Regions from separate parts of the Zea mays genome. Here all the other regions are linked to region 3. A link is a contact called in public Hi-C data. All regions are on one chromosome and are shown on one strand. The core of a region is the stretch at or near the end of the contact, and the rest is flanking DNA. Distances in the headings are between cores, read along the strand shown. Region 1 holds the start of LOC100502404 (putative MATE efflux family protein). Region 2 holds the start of LOC103631824 (DDB1- and CUL4-associated factor 8). Region 3 holds the start of LOC100216713 (FIP1).

Region 1 (2,939 bases), core at 322-2,821, 290 kb after region 3:
CATGGATTGCCCCTTTAGTAGAGAGGTATGGAGCAAAGTTTTGTCTCGGGCCAACCTTCATTTCCTGACTGGGTTCCCTAGTGGCTCTTCCTTGTACGATTGGTGGACAGATCTGCGTAGTCTTTGCAGCAGACAGATAAGAAGGGACTTCGACGGCCTGCTAATTCAATTCTGGTGGAATCTATGGCTAGAAAGAAATTTCAGAATCTTTCAAGGACAGCATAGGGGTGTAGACCAAGTTACTATGGCTATCTTGGGCATTGCTAGTAGCTGAGGTCTTGTTAGGAGTATTCCTAGTGGCTTTTTTTGTTTTTGTTTTACCCTGTTTTTTCCCCTTTTTTTTTGATTTCTTTCTTGTTCTCTTGTTGTTCCTTTTTCTTCTTCACTTTGGTTCTTCGAGTCTTTGTTTTTCTTCCTCATCTAATATAGACGGAGCAGCAAGCCTTTTGCCCCTTCCTTTAAAAAAATCTTTTAGAGAAGACTATAAATAACGAATATAGAATATGAATATAAAGAACGTCGCTGGAGATAGTCTTAGTACTCGAAATCTCGAGAGGAGATAAGCGTTTACATACTCCGGCCTTTACAGACATCTGAGTGTGTGCCGGAACCGAATCGCTTTTCCAGGCTGCGGCGCGCGCGCATCGATGGAGCATGCAGCTGCAAGGGTGCCTTTGCATTTGCTGCGACCTGCACATGGCGATTGGCGAAAGGCCGTGGGCGAGTTTTATATTATTCAGCAGGAGGAGGAGGACAGGCCATTATTGCTGTGCTGCCGTACCGCAAAGCTCGCAGGTGTGCACGCGCGCACGCCGCATCCCACAATTAGAGCTTGCGTCAAAACTAAAAAATACACATACTAAAGAGTTCGGTTACGTCTGAGACCTGATTAGCAGGGTACTATAGTATATGGATAGAGTTTGTTGTAACCTCGTGTCCCTTTCCTGTATACATATGTGATCATATATAGTTTAAGGGCATGTATTCGGTTTCAAAATACAAGAGACAACTAGAGATTGCACAACATAACCCCTGAAACTAGAGCTTAACTTGTAACGACTCCGACCCTACAATATATCATACTGATGTGGTATTCTTCTCAACTTAAACTGGGCCTAAAAGGTTTCAGTTGACGTGGGTGTCGGTGAACCCAAGTCCGTCCTATGCCGAACGATCATGATGGGGCTACGACCTTTCGCTGAGTCGCCTTCTGCAAATTAAAGGCGAGGTCGTCTCGTGGAACATGCGGCTGCTGGAACCTTGATGCATCGGGCGCGGCATGCATGGTGGTCGGGCCGGCGCTCGGCTCATCGATCTGTCGTCCCCCGCGGCAACGAACGCGAGCAACTCTCGATCGCCACCAACAAACACGTGCCGATCGAAACGCAACGTATGTGTTCCCGTCGCCCTTCCGTCGTCGATGACGCTAGCTGCGGCTGCTGCCTGGGACTCGCCAACCCAGCCACGCTACTCCGAACGCCTTAGCTTGCATCTGCCTATTAAAAGGCGTCCTCGCTGGCTTTTGTATACGGGAGAGAAAGCCAGACAGGACTCCTCCTCCTCCCCCTTCCCTCCCCCTAAAAGCTAAAAACATTTGGAGAGAGAGAGAGGGAGATCGAGGGGAAACCGAGAGCAACCAAGACGCACACGACGATGGAGCGAGCGGACGAGGACGCGTGCCGGGTGGCGCTGCTGGACGCTGACGGCGGCGGCGGCGGCGAGGGCGGCAAGAAGCAGCAGCAGCAGCTCGCGGCGCGGGTGTGGGAGGAGTCGAGGAAGCTGTGGGACATCGTGGCGCCGGCCATCTTCAGCCGCGTCGTGACCTACAGCATGAACGTCATCACGCAGGCCTTCGCCGGCCACCTCGGCGACCTCGAGCTCGCCGCCATCTCCATCGCCAACACCGTCGTCGTCGGCTTCAACTTCGGCCTCATGGTACGTACGCTATCGCTATACGCAGGCTCCCTCCCTCTCGTTTGCCCGTCCACCAAGCTCTCTCGATCGCTCCGGCCGACCGATTGATCGAGAAAGCCAGCTCCGTTAGATTTGGCTCGTGAGTCGCGCGTGAAGGCGTGATAATGCGTCCCGCCGCCTGCTAGCTATTTCCAGAGCTGAGCTAGGCTGTACCACGTACACGTGACCTAATGTACGCGTGTGTAGTATTGTGTAGTACTGTCAGCTAGCTAGCTACATCTTGTCTCAATCCCATCCACATGATGCTACCAAGTACCAGTAATTTAAATGCCGACGTCCATCCATATGACGAAACCGACGACAATACATGCATGCCAACTCACCCCCAAAAGCCCAAAACAATACTCTCTTCGTTGTTTTTTAGTTGTCACTGGATAGTTCAATTTTGCACTATCCAGCGACAACTAAAACGAAAAGAAGTGACTACCGCGCTTTCGTTTTCCATGGCAACTCAGCTAGCAGCGCCTCAGCAAATGCCCTGCAGGAGATATTTCCAGATGCGAAGCCACGAAGGTAACGCCAAGCGTGGTCGAGCCCCATCTGTGCTGTGCCTGTGCTCCTTGGAGCCTTGGTCCGGACATCTGTTTGGCGGTTTGGGTCGATAAGATATAGTAGGGGCGGTACTCCTTTCGTTTCGCGTCCAGACAGACAGCCGCGCACCACCGAAATTGGCTCTTTCCTCTGATTTTCTCGAGCGGGGGTCCAAAGGTCAGCTAGCTGTCAAGAAGACCGATCGAACGGCTGAAACTTTAAAATACACGGTTCCAAAAACCAGTTGCGTTAAATCCAGGGCAATTCTAGGTTCAGACGTCTGTCTCAAAACTATTCGCATCGCAAATACATTGTCATTTTCGGTAAACGAATAGAGTGCCCTTTTTTTTGTTGATGCAGATGTACCCACCTCTCTGTTCCAAACTATAAAAGACCGTTCCCTCAGCTCTAAAAACTTTAGAGCAATTTCACTT
Region 2 (2,700 bases), core at 69-2,568, 260 kb before region 3:
ATGGTAAAAAGAATGTGTTAATTGTAAATACCTCCTACGAAATTGAGCATCCGTGTACACGGGGTTGGCTCCAAAGTAGTCCGCTCGGATTCTTGCATCGCCGCTCATGTGATCACGATGAATCCTAACACGCCCTGGAATCGAACCACCATGACGACGCTCATTGCGTGCACGTCGCCTCCTATTGACCATGTGCCTCGCCAACTGCAACTCTTCTTCTTCCTCTTCCATTTCTTCCATCAAGCGCACAAGAAAATTGTTTTCTAAGTAGGGATTCATGGTAGTCGAGTTTGTAAAGGCAAGGTTGAGTGAAGTATGGAAGGGTCACTTGGTATTTATAGAGGAAGTACGCTTCGGATAGAAGACAAGCGCTTGTCGTGCAAGGGAAGCAAGGCTATGGCTTCTCGAAGAAGAGTACTGGCTTACGGTGCAAGATTGTCCATTTTAAAACTTATTTTGGCAACAATATTATAGTATGTGGCGCGTTACCCACAACAATTACACAACAACAAAACAATCAATGTAATTATTATTGATATTTCGAATTTATTGCTTTAAAAATTAATAAATACAATTTTTTCGGATCATTTGTATAGTGTCAAATGATAACAAAACAAAGAAAAATGAAAAAGAAATGGAAAATGTGAATCTGTTAACACTGTAGCTTTAGGGGATGGAATTTAGAGGACGCTGCTGGAGACGGAGAATATATAGAGGACAGAATCTTTTAGAGTGTTCTGTAAAGGACAGAGAATATTCCTTTAGGGGACGAAATTTAGGGGACGCTGCTGGAGACAGCCTAACACTGTGGCTATAGGGGACCGAATTTAGAGGACGTTGCTGGAGACTGAGAATATATAGAGGATAGAATCTTTTAAAGTGTGCTGTAAAGGACAGAGAATATTCCTTTAGGGGATGAAATTTAGGGGACGCTGCTGGAGATAGCCTAAAGAGCGTAGAAAACTGTTTGAAACTCTATATTTAGAGTACACCAGCCTAAGACCCTGTTTGTTTCGGATTATAATCTCTTTAGATTATATAATCCAGCGCAAATAATCCAATAGGTAAACAAACATATAGATTATGAGTTCAGATTATATAATCTAAAGCCCAGATTATGATAATCTCATAATCTCCTAAGAGTAGCTTATTTGAGATTATTTTGGCAAAAAACCCACTACCTATGGTTATGTAAATAGAAATTACAATATATGCCATACTTCTTTTCTCACCTCAAATAAACAAACAAGGGTATTACTGTCTAAACAAACAGGCCTAAATTTGTTCTTGCACGTTTGGACGATTGTAGGCCCCACCTGGGAGCCCACGCCTTGGTCAGCAGTGGCTCCACGCGTCTCCGACCGGCTGCCCCCCACTCCCCCACTTCGACCCGGGGGCGCCCTCTCTCTGTCTCCGGAACCCTTCCAGCCTTCTCGCTCCTGGAACCCAGACCTCAACCCTTCCGTCCCCGACCATCGACCCCCGAAGGACCTGGCGGTGTCCAGATTTCCAGAAGCATCCCCCATCCAGCCCCCGGCGATCGTGCGGAACCTGGCGGCTGGGGACGCGGGAGAAGCGGCGAGGGCTAGCTGGAGATGGACACGGCGGAGAAGATGCGGTGGCCCTTTTCGGACGGCAGCGTCACCGATCTCCTGGACGCCCGCAGCCTCCACGGCTCCCCCGTAAGGCCCCGTGGAGCAGCAAACCCCTGGGATTTCTCCTAGCGCTTTAGGCGGCATTTATGCTTTGCTTTGGATCGAATTGGTCGATTCGTAAGGGTTCGTGTCGGCGAATCGATGATTCAAAGTGATTGGCGGGGGCGGTTTTGGATGAGTTAGTGGGTGCTGGGTTGCATTTCCGGATCGTTACTTTTGATTAGGTTGAAACTCAGAAGGGTTTGTGGACATGGAGGAACCAGCTGTTGTTCGATGCGCAGCCTGATACCAGTAATTGGATTAGAATAGCGGTTTGCTATATACCGTATCTGTCTTTAGAAATTAATTAATATCGGGCCACTTCTGAAATGGTGCAGTATCAAGTTGACTTCAGAATTCTTGCTCTTTATGTGGTGCAAACCTGAAACAACCTGCTGAATGTTCAAGGTGAAAGTGAAACAATACAAAAGAACACATATTGATCTATTCTTGGTGGTGGTGAGGTCTTTAGGTAATGGTGAAATGATATGGCCTTTTGTACTATATGTGTGTGTGTGTAAATGGAGAAATGGATTAATTGAGTGATGTTATTTCTCACAAAAATGTACTTAATGTTTTGTGTGCAGAGTGTGCATACAGCATACTGGTCCTTACCACCTAATATGTGGCATGCTCTTCGCAGTAGCTCTTTTCTTCTCAACTTACATATGTATGGTGACTTATGGACCAGTTATAAATACATGGGCAGCAGCAACAACAACAACAACAACAACAACAAAGCCTTTTATCCCAAGCAAGTTGGGGTAGGCTAGAGTTAAAAACCCAATAGAAACCATAATCAAGGTTCGGGCACATGGATATCTGTTTTGCATGCATTTCTATACAAGGCTAAATATTTGGGCATGGACCATCCTTTCAAGTCCCCTTTTGCTTTTTCTTCCTATGTCAATTTCGGTCTTCATCTTCCTCTCTTCTCATTGCTACCGTGCCTTAGGATCCCATTATGCACTGGCACCTCTGGAGGTCTCCGTTGGATATGTCCAAA
Region 3 (2,700 bases), core at 123-2,622:
AAGGTGAATCCCACGTGGGACCCGTGTGCTCACCTGGAAGATGGACAAGTGGGTCCCTAGCGTGAACGCGTCCTTTGGAATCCGTGACGCGTCTCCGTCACACCAGGCGGCCTCGGATTTTGAGTTTTGAGCATTCATCAGACACCAAACGGTGCAGGAGCGATGCTGCATATTCAGGGCCCCTTTGGTAGGGCTTATTTTTCAGCTTCGGCTCTGGCTCATACAAAAGTTGTGCCAAACACCTTTTTTTCAAATGGCTTCACCAGTAAAGTGCTTTTCCAAAATTAACTAGAGGGCATGAGCCAAAAAAAGTGGCTCACCCGGCTTCAGCTCACGTCATTTTTGCACAATAGCCCTCCCACCAGTCCAAATTATTTTTTTGGTCCTGCCCTTAATCCCTAGCCACGTACAGGAGAGATCGACCACGTAAAAAGTAAACTATACAAGGGTCTTTCTGAAAAACAACCTATAAGCCGTTTTGCCAAATGATTTTTCAGAATGGCTTTGGCTCATCTAAAGAAGTGGCTTCACCTCGTGAGCCAGAGCCAAAGCCGTTTTTGGAGAAGCCAGAGCCCTGCCAAATAGAGATGGCAATGGGTACCCGAAACCCGAATACCCGACGGGTTTTACCCGATATGAAGGCGGGTACGGGATGATTTCTCTACCCGCGGGTATGTTAATGGGTAAAAACCTCTACCCGTTGGGTAGACGGGTACGGGTATGGGTTGGTACTACCCATACCCGTCTACCCGTGGGTAAAATATACCCGCGTCAATAACACTATAAACATCTAATAGAGTCCAATTTAGCTAGAACAAAACCCTTCTCTAGTTATCATTTGTCTAGATACCAAGTTATGTAATCATATGATTTGTTATATGTGAAATTGAAGTTGTTTTTATATGTTTATCTAATATTTTGAGTGATTGGTATATTGGAATTTAATTCTTTCCTAGCGGGTATGGGTTACCCGACGGGTAAAAATACCCGCGCGGGTACGGGTATGGGTAAGATTTTATACCCGCGAGTATATATGGGTAACCCGACGGGTAGAATTTTTTTTGATGGGTACGGGTATGGAATGGTACTACCCGACGGGTATGTACCCGTTGCCATCCCTACTGCCAAAGGGGCCCTCAATTCATTTACATTTTTTTTGCAGCAATTGCGTCGACGCGGAATAGAAATGGAAACACCTTCGTGGCTAAGCATTTTTGCCTGGTCAAGTCGAGTTTGAACATTGACGTGAAACGCTGTGCTGTGCTTAGCGACGACTCCACCGCGTTATGCTGACGATAATAACATTTATTTACTTTTTTTTTTGCAGAAAAAAGACAACTATATATTCTGCCATTCTGGCAGGCCCCCAAATAAATTTCCACAACCGAAACCTGCAGTCGGGTCATCTCGTCCACGAAACGTACGGACTTCGGGCATCGGCCCCAACGCCAGCGGCACCGCACCCGCACCACCAAGCTCGTCGGCGACATGAATCCGCCCGCAGCAGCCGCGTCCACCGGCGCAGGAGGCCACGCCGCGGCGCCTGCGGCAGCCCCGGAGTACGCGCACTACCCGAGGCTCTCGCCAGAGGAGGTGGCCCCGCCCCCGCCCCCGCCTTATCACGCCGCCACCGCCGCGCCGTCCGCCTACGGAGGCAACCCCTACATCTACTCCCCCGCCGGCGGCGCCGCCACCTCCCCGAAGAGTGCGTTCCCCCGCCCCGCTCCTTAAAAATCTGGCCCCGACAGCTGCCGATTCGTCCGGAATTTGGATCGTTCCTTCCTTTTCTGATATGCTCTCGTGTGGTGTGGTTTTGCAGATACGATGGACTCCGTGAAGGACGTGCTCGGCAAGATGGGAAAGAGGTTTGGCGAGGCGGCCCGCAAGACCGAGACCATCACCGGCAATTTCTGGCAGCACTGTGAGCTTTTCGATTTCGTTGCCGTATTTTCACGAAATCGGGTTCCGAAGTTGTTTCTGTGTGTTTTTCATCAATTTGCTAATCGTGTTGTGCATTTTCATGTACATTTTGTTATTGTAATATGAAATTAGGTTGTCGTCAAGCTGTTACTTAGCCACAACCACAATGAAATTGAACTAGAATCCCATCTTCATGGGCTCAGACAAAAAGAGGGGCAACTAATTTAATCGACACAGAATTCAGCTTATTTCATTGGCGTGCACTAAATTCGGCATTTCTGGTGGGCATTGACAGGGATTAGGATTCATTATGCTGCTTCTTTTATAACTATAAAAGTTTTATTCCATATATTTCACTATATTGATGATGTTTGATGTGGCTTTTCTAGGTACCATGTATCTAGACACAGTGTATATCTAAGCACATAGAAAAATCTATGTGTAGCCTTGTTTCTTTAAGTCAAATGGGAATGGGAGCACTAGATTATAGCCTTGTTTCGTTAAGTCCATACAATGTGGAGAAACTGATCAGGTCTTCCTGATTCTTTAAACAGTGAAAACTGGACCAAGCATTACTGATGCAGCAATGAGCAGGATCTCACAGGTCACCAAAGTCATTGCAGAAGGTGGATATGACAAAATTTTCCATCAAACTTTTGAGGTCGCCCCTGGTGAAAAGCTCAAGAAGCCATATGCATGTTATCTGTCAACCTCGGCTGGTCCTGTTATGGGTGTGCTTTACCTGTCCAATGTAAAACTGGCATTTTGTAGTGATAACCC

The links. A called contact is a pair of places that touch in the nucleus more often than the background predicts.
Region 1: a Hi-C map of endosperm shows a contact between it and region 3, with 2.8 times the contacts expected there. The contact joins the promoter of LOC100502404 here to the promoter of LOC100216713 in region 3. A contact is called at or near these places in 6 of 25 Hi-C or Micro-C datasets (bundle sheath, ear, endosperm and 2 more).
Region 2: a contact with region 3 is called in a Hi-C map of leaf, with 5 times the contacts expected there. The contact joins the promoter of LOC103631824 here to the promoter of LOC100216713 in region 3. A contact is called at or near these places in 3 of 25 Hi-C or Micro-C datasets (ear, leaf and tassel).

The regions. Positions count from the first base shown.
Region 1 is chr1:19,187,698-19,190,636 of Zm-B73-REFERENCE-NAM-5.0, forward strand. LOC100502404 (putative MATE efflux family protein) reads left to right here and starts at 1,572. Exons shown (of 8, transcript NM_001350726.1): 1 at 1,572-1,935. The coding sequence starts at 1,654.
Region 2 is chr1:18,634,335-18,637,034 of Zm-B73-REFERENCE-NAM-5.0, forward strand. LOC103631824 (DDB1- and CUL4-associated factor 8) reads left to right here and starts at 1,319. Exons shown (of 20, transcript XM_020545330.3): 1 at 1,319-1,682. The coding sequence starts at 1,596. LOC103631823 (protein ALP1-like) reads right to left here and starts at 304. Exons shown (of 2, transcript XM_008653575.4): 1 at 32-304. The coding sequence starts at 279.
Region 3 is chr1:18,897,902-18,900,601 of Zm-B73-REFERENCE-NAM-5.0, forward strand. It overlaps LOC100216713 (FIP1), which reads left to right and starts at 1,373. Exons shown (of 4, transcript NM_001143118.2): 1 at 1,373-1,705; 2 at 1,820-1,921; 3 at 2,475-2,700. The coding sequence starts at 1,489.